3 separate regions of the Gossypium hirsutum genome follow, and regions 1 and 2 are each linked to region 3. The links are chromatin contacts, called in public Hi-C maps. All regions are on one chromosome and are shown on one strand. Each heading gives the region's core, a stretch centred on a gene start, on an enhancer-like site or on the middle of the called end of the contact. The rest is flanking DNA. Distances are from core to core; before and after follow the strand shown.

What was found. A called contact is a pair of places that touch in the nucleus more often than the background predicts.
Region 1: a contact with region 3 is called in a Hi-C map of leaf, with 1.9 times the contacts expected there. The contact joins the promoter of LOC107952073 here to the enhancer-like site in region 3. A contact is called at or near these places in 4 of 34 Hi-C or Micro-C datasets (all in leaf).
Region 2: a contact with region 3 is called in a Hi-C map of leaf, with 1.7 times the contacts expected there. The contact joins the promoter of LOC107952074 here to the enhancer-like site in region 3. A contact is called at or near these places in 2 of 34 Hi-C or Micro-C datasets (both in leaf).

The regions. Positions count from the first base shown.
Region 1 is chrA02:47,068,761-47,071,483 of Gossypium_hirsutum_v2.1, forward strand. It overlaps LOC107952073, which reads right to left and starts at 1,374. Exons shown (of 4, transcript XM_041085612.1): 1 at 1,182-1,374; 2 at 1-874. The coding sequence starts at 202.
Region 2 is chrA02:46,996,391-46,999,090 of Gossypium_hirsutum_v2.1, forward strand. LOC107952074 (endoglucanase 6-like) reads right to left here and starts at 1,360. Exons shown (of 8, transcript NM_001327596.1): 1 at 1,163-1,360; 2 at 860-1,072; 3 at 522-722; 4 at 1-66. The coding sequence starts at 1,360.
Region 3 is chrA02:47,918,147-47,920,903 of Gossypium_hirsutum_v2.1, forward strand. No RefSeq gene overlaps it. Among protein-coding and RNA genes, the nearest start is that of LOC107951157, 22 kb to the right of the region's middle. Within about 2 kb of position 1,340, at least 6 of the 9 cell types and tissues checked have an H3K27ac peak or open chromatin away from gene starts, as enhancers often do. A contact at or near this core is called in leaf, where this site is marked.

The DNA of each region.
Region 1 (2,723 bases), core at 124-2,623, 850 kb before region 3:
CCAACTTCTGGGTCTTGTCTTTCTCGGACTTAACTTCCTTATGATCTTCACTATCATCGGGTTTTTCCTTTTCTTCACCATCCATCTTTTCTTTGGCTTCAATATTTGACTTTTCCTGATCCTTTGGCACATTGTTACCTTCTATCTCACCATCTGTATTCCCTTTGTTATCATGTTTTGATTCTTCCAAACCCTTTTGCATGTTATCACCTTCTTTTGCACCATTCGTCTCTCCTCTGGTTTTAAGATTTGATTCTTTCTGACCTTTTTGCTCATTATCACCTTCTTTCGCACCATCTACTGCTCCTTTGGATTCCTGACCCTCCTTATCGCCTTTTCCACCATCTGCCTGTCCTCTGGCTTCAAACTGCGATTCTTCCTTACCCTTTTACTCGTTATCACCTTTTGTATTGTCCACTTTTCCTCCGGCTTCAAACCGCAATTCGTCCTTACCCTTGTGCTCATTATCACCTTTTCCACCATCCGCCTTTCCTCCGGCATCAAAATGTGATTCTTGCTAAGCCTTTTGCACATTATCACCTTCTCCACCATTGGTCTTTCCTCCGGTTTCAACATGTGATTCTTCCCGACCCTTGTGCTCAATATCACCTCCTTGTTCATTGTCTGACTTTCCTTCTGCTTCACTACTTGAATCTTTCCCATCCTTCACCAAATTCTCACCTCCATTTGAACCTGATTGCAGTTTCAAATTACTCTTACTTGTAAAACTCCCAATATCTCATTTTGATCCATTAGTTTGATCTCCTCCATTTCCTTTCAAGTTTTTAATTCCAATTGAATCTGAAACAGATTTAGAATTACCATTTTCTTTCACCGGTTCCACTGTGCCATCTAATTTCTGATTTAAACCAGTCTGTTCATTCCCCTAAAAAGGAAAAATCAATGAGAAATTTTATTTGATCCCATGAATGAAATTAAACAATTTAATCAACATTCTCCGTTTTAAAAAAAAAAACTCACCTTTGGATCAGAACTTGAGCAATCGACAACAACTAGCAGTAGAAAAAATCCCGTCAAAGAAACATAATTTCTTTCCATATTTAACATAAACCCAATTTTTGTGCTAGAATAAGAACCTTTTCATCACAGAATTAATCAAAAGCAACCTCAAAACAGTCTAAATACATATGAAGAAGAAGAAGAGGTTGAAGGTTTCTAACCTTAAAAAGGAGACCTTTTTTTGTACACTAATTTGGACAGCTTCCACATTCACCACTTCCAAACTTGAAATACTTGATTTTTCATCAATATTTTAGAGAAAAAAGAAGAAGCTCAGACATACAAGGGTAGATTAAAAAAAAAAAAGTCAGAATAGGAACTGGGGGAGAAAAAAAAGGGAGACTTTGAACCGAGAAAGGAAACGGTGGCGTTTAGGAGTTATAATATAAACGGAACAGAGTTCCAAGGATATAGGTTGCATAATTGACATTTGTTTTGGATCGCATCGCAAATCTTCTTTTCCTGTTTCTGAAGCAACGTTAATTATTAATAACTTTTTTAATTTACGAATTTTTTTATATTTTTATAGCACGTGTGAACACAAAACCAACAACATTAGTCATGTATCAATATAAGTAAGATATTCAAGTTTAGGTATTAATTATCTTTAAAACAAATTTAGATTTATGCTTTTTTGCATATATAATATAAAAAAAAATTCTAAAATGGTAACCAACTGAATTATTTACGAAAATGGTATATCAGGGATGGTAGAGGGTGGTGCATAGGTGGCACCACCTCTATTTTCAGACTTCTCTAACTGATAGTGAAAAAAACACTTTTTTAATAGGTGAGTATAAATACAAAATAAATATAAAATGAAAATGAACAAAAAGAAAAATCGAAAAAATTGGGTGAAGGGTGGGTGCCAGGCGACACTGGTGAAGCCCTCTTGACAGGTGGCATCGTGTCAACCCTAATTCCCTCGACTACTGCGTCGTGATGGGACGAGACCCTTAAGGTCTTGTGAAATTGGGTTTGTGGGACCTTATAACCATGGTCCCTCAAAGTGAAAAAGAAAAAAAAAGAAAAAAGAAAACAGATTAGATCAAAAGAGAAGAGAATGAGAAGAAGGAAAAAAACAGAAAAAAAGATTTACAAAATAGAGAAGAGCCGGAAAAAAAAACATTTGTTAAGGATTTGAGGTTTGAACAAAAGGATTTTGTTAGAGTTTAGGGTTTGAATAAAAAGGCGATTACAGGGTTTTTTTATTAGGGTATAGAAAAAAAGAATTAAGGGGTTTTTTTTAAGGTTAAAAAGGATTAGAGAGTTTTGTTTAGGGTTTGAAAAAAATATAAAAAAAGATCAAAAGAGAATTTTGTTTAGGATTTTAACAAAAAATATCAAAAAAGGTAATTTTTTAGTATTCATAAAATATTCGTTTAGTTCAGTGTTTATTGTGATTTATAAGTTATAAATGTTAATTTTTGTTGTTTTTGAATTTTTGGACAAATGTTTTTGATTTATTGATAGTTTGATTTTTTTTAAAAATTATTTTTGTAAGGTACTATTTTTGTTTGAAAGAAAGTGTGGAGGTTTGTTTCTGTTATATTTTTTTATTAACATTTTTTTGTTTATTATTAGATGCAAATAATAACATATAGTCCAATTAGGTTTATTTTGTTTTGATAATTTATGTTATTTTAACATAATTTTTTTTATTTTTTATGTAAGTAAAATATAGGACCATTGAGTTAGAATTT
Region 2 (2,700 bases), core at 110-2,609, 920 kb before region 3:
GTATTTTTGGGCAACTGTGATGCTGCTGTCGTATTTGCCTCTGTACTTATCAGCAAAATCGAATAGCTGAAAACAGAAACCAAATATCAAAATGTGTATGTAATATGCGGAAAGAAGGAAGGGTAATTCTGGGATATGCGGGTTTAATTTGGACCGTCGACATAGTGTTAGTACGTGAGAAACGAAAATTTAAATTGAGACCTTTACGGTACAATGAACGATTGAGATCTACTAGTACAATAGATCTACACGGTCATAAGATAACTTATTACACGTGTTAACGGTGCAAGGGCGCCATGATCCGATTTATACGCCGAAAAAGTTTACTACTACTTTAAACGACAACGTTTCCTTTAAAGACGAGACAAAATGTTAAACAGGTTTTTGGGGAAAAAGGAACTTGAACAGTTACTACCAAAATAAATAAATAAATTCTAAAATTAAAAAAATTAATTTCATTTATAAATAAAAATTTTATCGTGAACTGTAACTGTAAGCTAAAGGGAGTAGGAAAATAATACCTGATAAGCGTGGTGAAGAAGCTCGCTGGAATATGCAGGGTTGGAGCGGCGGAAGACGATTGAAGCGGCAGCCATGGCAGCTGCAGTTTCACCGGCAAGATCCGACCCGGGGTTGCTCGGGTCAATCTTGTAAGCGTGACGGTCGGTTGTCATGTCTTCGGGTCTTTGCCAACAGTAATGGTCAGTGTTTCCATCTCCCACCTAAAAAAAAAAAAAGAACAAGTTGATAGGAAATGGATCTTAGCCTTAAAATGTTGCTTTCGAGTTGGTGATTTGAAAAAGATCTGGACATATTAGTTACAAAAAACAATAGTGCATTTAAATATATATATATACACCTCTCCATAAAGGACATAAGGTTCCGGGTGGGCTTTGATAAGATAGTCAGTACCCCACTTGACGGCTTCCATGGCATGGCCGAGCTCTCCATTTGCAGCCATTGGTTTGCCGTACTCTATTATACTCCAGGACATCATTGTTATGGTGAATGCCATTGGAAGACCAAACTTCACATTGTCCCCTGCATCATAGTACCCTCCTACCAGATCCACCTGTTAAATTTCACAATCAAATTACAACCCCATAACTCTCAAAAGAAAAAAAAGTGGGACTATGGGAGTGGGAGTGTAAGTTTAGCTTACCCCACTGACTTTGCCGTCATTCAAGCCGGAATTAGCTCGCCATGTGACTCTCTGGTTATGAGGAAGATAACCAGATCTCTGAGCTTCAAAGAAGAGAATGCTCTTACTGAGAGCTTGGTTATAGTCATGCCAACCCAATGCAAAAGGAAGACAGAGTACCATTAAAAGCAGAGGAGCCATTGACATTGATTTCTCCATGTATTCACAGTAATCAGAAAGACACTAAAAATCAAATTTCAAGAGAGTGAAAACCAAATCTGTTTCTATACTGCAAAAATGGGATTTCCTTCAACTTTCTAAAACTAATAAGAGGACCCCATTTTGGATTAAACACACAATGTGGGTAGAATTTTATCAGTTTAAAATTCCTGATGAACCCACCAACAAGAGGGAGATAGAGAGGAAGAGAGAGCAGTGAGAATGGGAAATGGAAGAGGAGCTGAAGCCTCTATATATTGCAAAAGGAAGGAAGCAACCGAGAGGCAAGAAATAGGAAGGGATCAATAAATGCAATATTTTTAAATTTTATTTCATAATAAAATTATTTTTGCCATTTTGGAGGAGAGGAAAACGGCTGATAAAAGAAAAGAACAGGATCATGTGGGTGTCTCTGGCTCTTTACTGGGAAGAGTCGGTGTGGATTTTAATGCTATTTTAGGGTGAAAAAAATAGCAGCTGATGTTGAAAATATTATTACGTACAAAATTTAAAGTTGATGTTTTGATTTTGATTAGACTGAGTTCTCATTTGCCAAACCAAACAGGTAGGAGAAAAAAAAACGCAGGGATGTGGGAGCCGAAGGTTTCAAGATTTTGAATGTCCATAATACCCCAGAAATCGGTCAGAACAACATGTCTCATTTTGCTACCAAAACCTGCACTGCACAAACTTGTGGCTACAAATATTGGACAATTTCGGCTTTGCAAATAATTGGGTTTGGCATTACAGGTCTATGTATTAGGTAAAAGTTTTACAACTAAGACCTAAAAGTGATGTCCCCAGTTGGGTGGGGTTGCCTGATTTATATATAATATTAATAGATTTTATGATTATTTAAACTCAGTTCAACCCAAGTTACTATTTTAAATTTATATGTTTTTATTTATTAAATTTTAAATATAAGCAATTTAACATACAATTTTTTAATGTTTATAATATATTATTAATTTATTATATATTTAATTTTTATTTATTATAAATTACATAATATATTATAAATTTAGAAAATAGTCTAGCCTTGAACTTTACATATTAAAATCTTAAATTTAACCTAAATTTTTAATGAGTCTAACTTTTATTTGAGCTCATTTTTTGAGATTAATATCTTTTAAGTAAATTCTTATAAATTCAAGTAAGCTTTTGAACTTAAACTAATAACTTAATATTTATATATAAGGCTAATATTTTGCATACTGATTATTCTAATTTTATAAGCAATTTAATTTATTTTTATCATATTGTAACCTTTAAAATTATAAAAACAGTACTCCAAATAAATTTCTTATATATTTAATACATGCCATTTATTGAAGAAGGTT
Region 3 (2,757 bases), core at 90-2,589:
TGAAAAATTCGAGTTTGATCAATTGAAATCTAAACTTAATCATAAAAATCAACAATTTAAATCTATTTAATCAAAATTCAAATTTATTCGACCCAATTTTTTTAAAAAATAATTTAAACTTAAAAGTGAAAAAATAAAACAACTCGCGGGAGAACCCGGTTCTCAATTTTGGATGATCGAAAATTGAATTAATTCAAATTGATATTACCTAAAATCACCAATGAGGGTCTTGTGTAATTTCAGATTTGTGTCTCTATACTTTTAATAATTTAAATTACAACCTGCTTACCAACAATCAGAGTGGCGCAGCGAAAGCGTGGTGGGCCCATAACCCACAGGTCTCAGGATCGAAACCTAGCTCTGATAAAGATTAGCCGATATTTTGTTTTGTCTTTTTCCCGTCACAAAGCTGAATATTGCAGAAGTTATGTTTCAAAATCACAACAGAACTTTTTGTTTAGCCTTCAATCCTTTCACATTAACGTGAACACTAACACCTGCTTAACTCCATAATAATGTCTTAACACTTGCCACAGAATGAACATTCTGCTATGTGTAAACAATTATGTAGAAACACTTTAAATAAGTTTCCAGCTGCAGGAGTTTTACATTTTCATGATCACAAAACTCTTATATTATTTGCTTAAGAGGTTTGATAGACATAGCATGAGGGACTTCATTTGTACTTCAAAAGATTATGCTTGATGTATTGTCAGGTGCTTGGCTTTTTGGATATGGACAAAATCTTTGACTTGGCTTGGACCGGTAATCCTCATCTACTACTACTCTTTTCCATTATTGTACCATCAAAAGATTTTGTATGTTAGAGTAACTAACTAAGGATTGGTTCAGTATCCTACTGGCGTGATGCTTTCAGCACTGCTGTGTATTTGATAAACAGGTTACCTTCCTCCCCCCTAAACCAGGTCTCACCGTATGAAAAATAGTTTAAAGTCTCACCAAATTACTCCTTTCTACGTGTCTTTGGGTGTCTGTGTTTTCCTAACCTTCGCCCTTACAACACTCATAAATTACAGTTTAGGTCAACCCCATACACATTCTTAGGTTACTCTCCCATGCACAAAGGGTACCGTTGTCAGGATAGTAATGGGCGTGTATATGTCTCTCGTCACATCACCTTTCATGAAACAGTCTTTCCATTTCAATCCATTGCTGACCAATCTGTCCCACCTATAACTAAGTCACAGTCTAGTTCTAGACTTCTTGTCTTGTCGCCAGCTCAATCTTCCACTACTAGTTTCCCACCTCTTATTTCAACCACTCCCTTAGCCATCCCCTTGCATCCTACACCTCAACCTATCTCGTCTGATCATGTTCCCCCCACTTCAGTCAACTCTTCCCCTTCTCCACCTAGTTCCAGCCTACCTGATCCATCCTCTCCACACCCCTTACCTGGTCAAAACCCTTCAACAACCTGTCTTCCTCATAACTCTCATGCTATGGTCTCCAGAAGCAAAGCAGGGATTTTTAAACCTAAGGTATACCTGAGTACAGCAACTGATATGTCTGAAGATGTTCCCGTTGATATCCATGCTGCCATGAGCACTGAGCCTTGGAAAGCTGCTGTTCATAATGAGCTGCAAGCTCTTATTCACAATCGCACTTGGAGTCTCTGTCTACTACCTGAAAATAGACGAGCCATAGGCTGTAAATGGCTCTTTAAGGTGAAAAGGAACGCCGATGGCACGGTGGATAGATATAAAGCTCGCTTAGTCGCAAAAGGGTTCTCTCAGCATGCTGGACTTGATTTTCGTGACACTTTCAGTCCAGTTGTACGAGCAGCAACTATTCGCACTGTTCTCGCTCTTGCGGTCATGAAAGGATGGTCCTTAAGACAGGTTGATGTAAATAATGCTTTTCTCAATGGTGTGTTGACTGAGGAGGTCTACATAAGCCAACCACCAGGGTTTGAGGTGGTCGATCCCAATGGTCAGCAGCTAGTCTGCAAGCTTAACAAAGCTTTGTATGGTTTGAGACAAGCCCCTCGAGCTTGGTTTCAGACTCTCAAACACTATCTGGTTACTCAACTTGGTTTTCGAGCTTCAAAAGCAGATCCTTCACTTTTCATTCGAGCTACTATAGAGAGTTCTCTATTGCTTATGGCGTATGTCGATGACATTATTATCACTGGAAGCTCCACTAATGAGATTGATACTGTGGTGCAGCAACTTCATCGTCAATTTGCTCTAAAAGACATGGGACAACTCCACTTTTTCTTGGGTATTTCTGTTCATCATACATCACAAGGGTTGCTCTTAAGCCAGAAAAAATACATTACAGACATACTTCACAAGACTGGCATGTCAGGCGCATCGACTACACCAACACCTATGGTCAGCACTCCAAAGCTAGTTGCCTCTGATGACAGCCCGCCATTTGTTGATGGCCCCTTGTACCGAAGCATAGTCGGCATGCTTCAATATGTGTGCATTACTCGTCCCGATTTATGATTCTGTGTTAATAAGCTTAGTCAATACATGAACGCTCCTAGTGAAGCTCATTGGAAGGCTGTTAAACGGGTGTTGGGGTATCTTCTAGGTACTTTAGATCATGGATTGTTTCTCTCCAAAGGCCAGTTTGAGTTAGTCGGCTATTCTGATGCTGATTGGGCTTCCTCGGTGGAAGATCGGCGTTCCACCACTGGTTATGTTATCTATCTAGGGTCGAATCCCATTACATGGTGCTCCAAAAAGCAACTCGTTGTGTCTCGATCCTCCTCTGAGGCTGAATACTGTA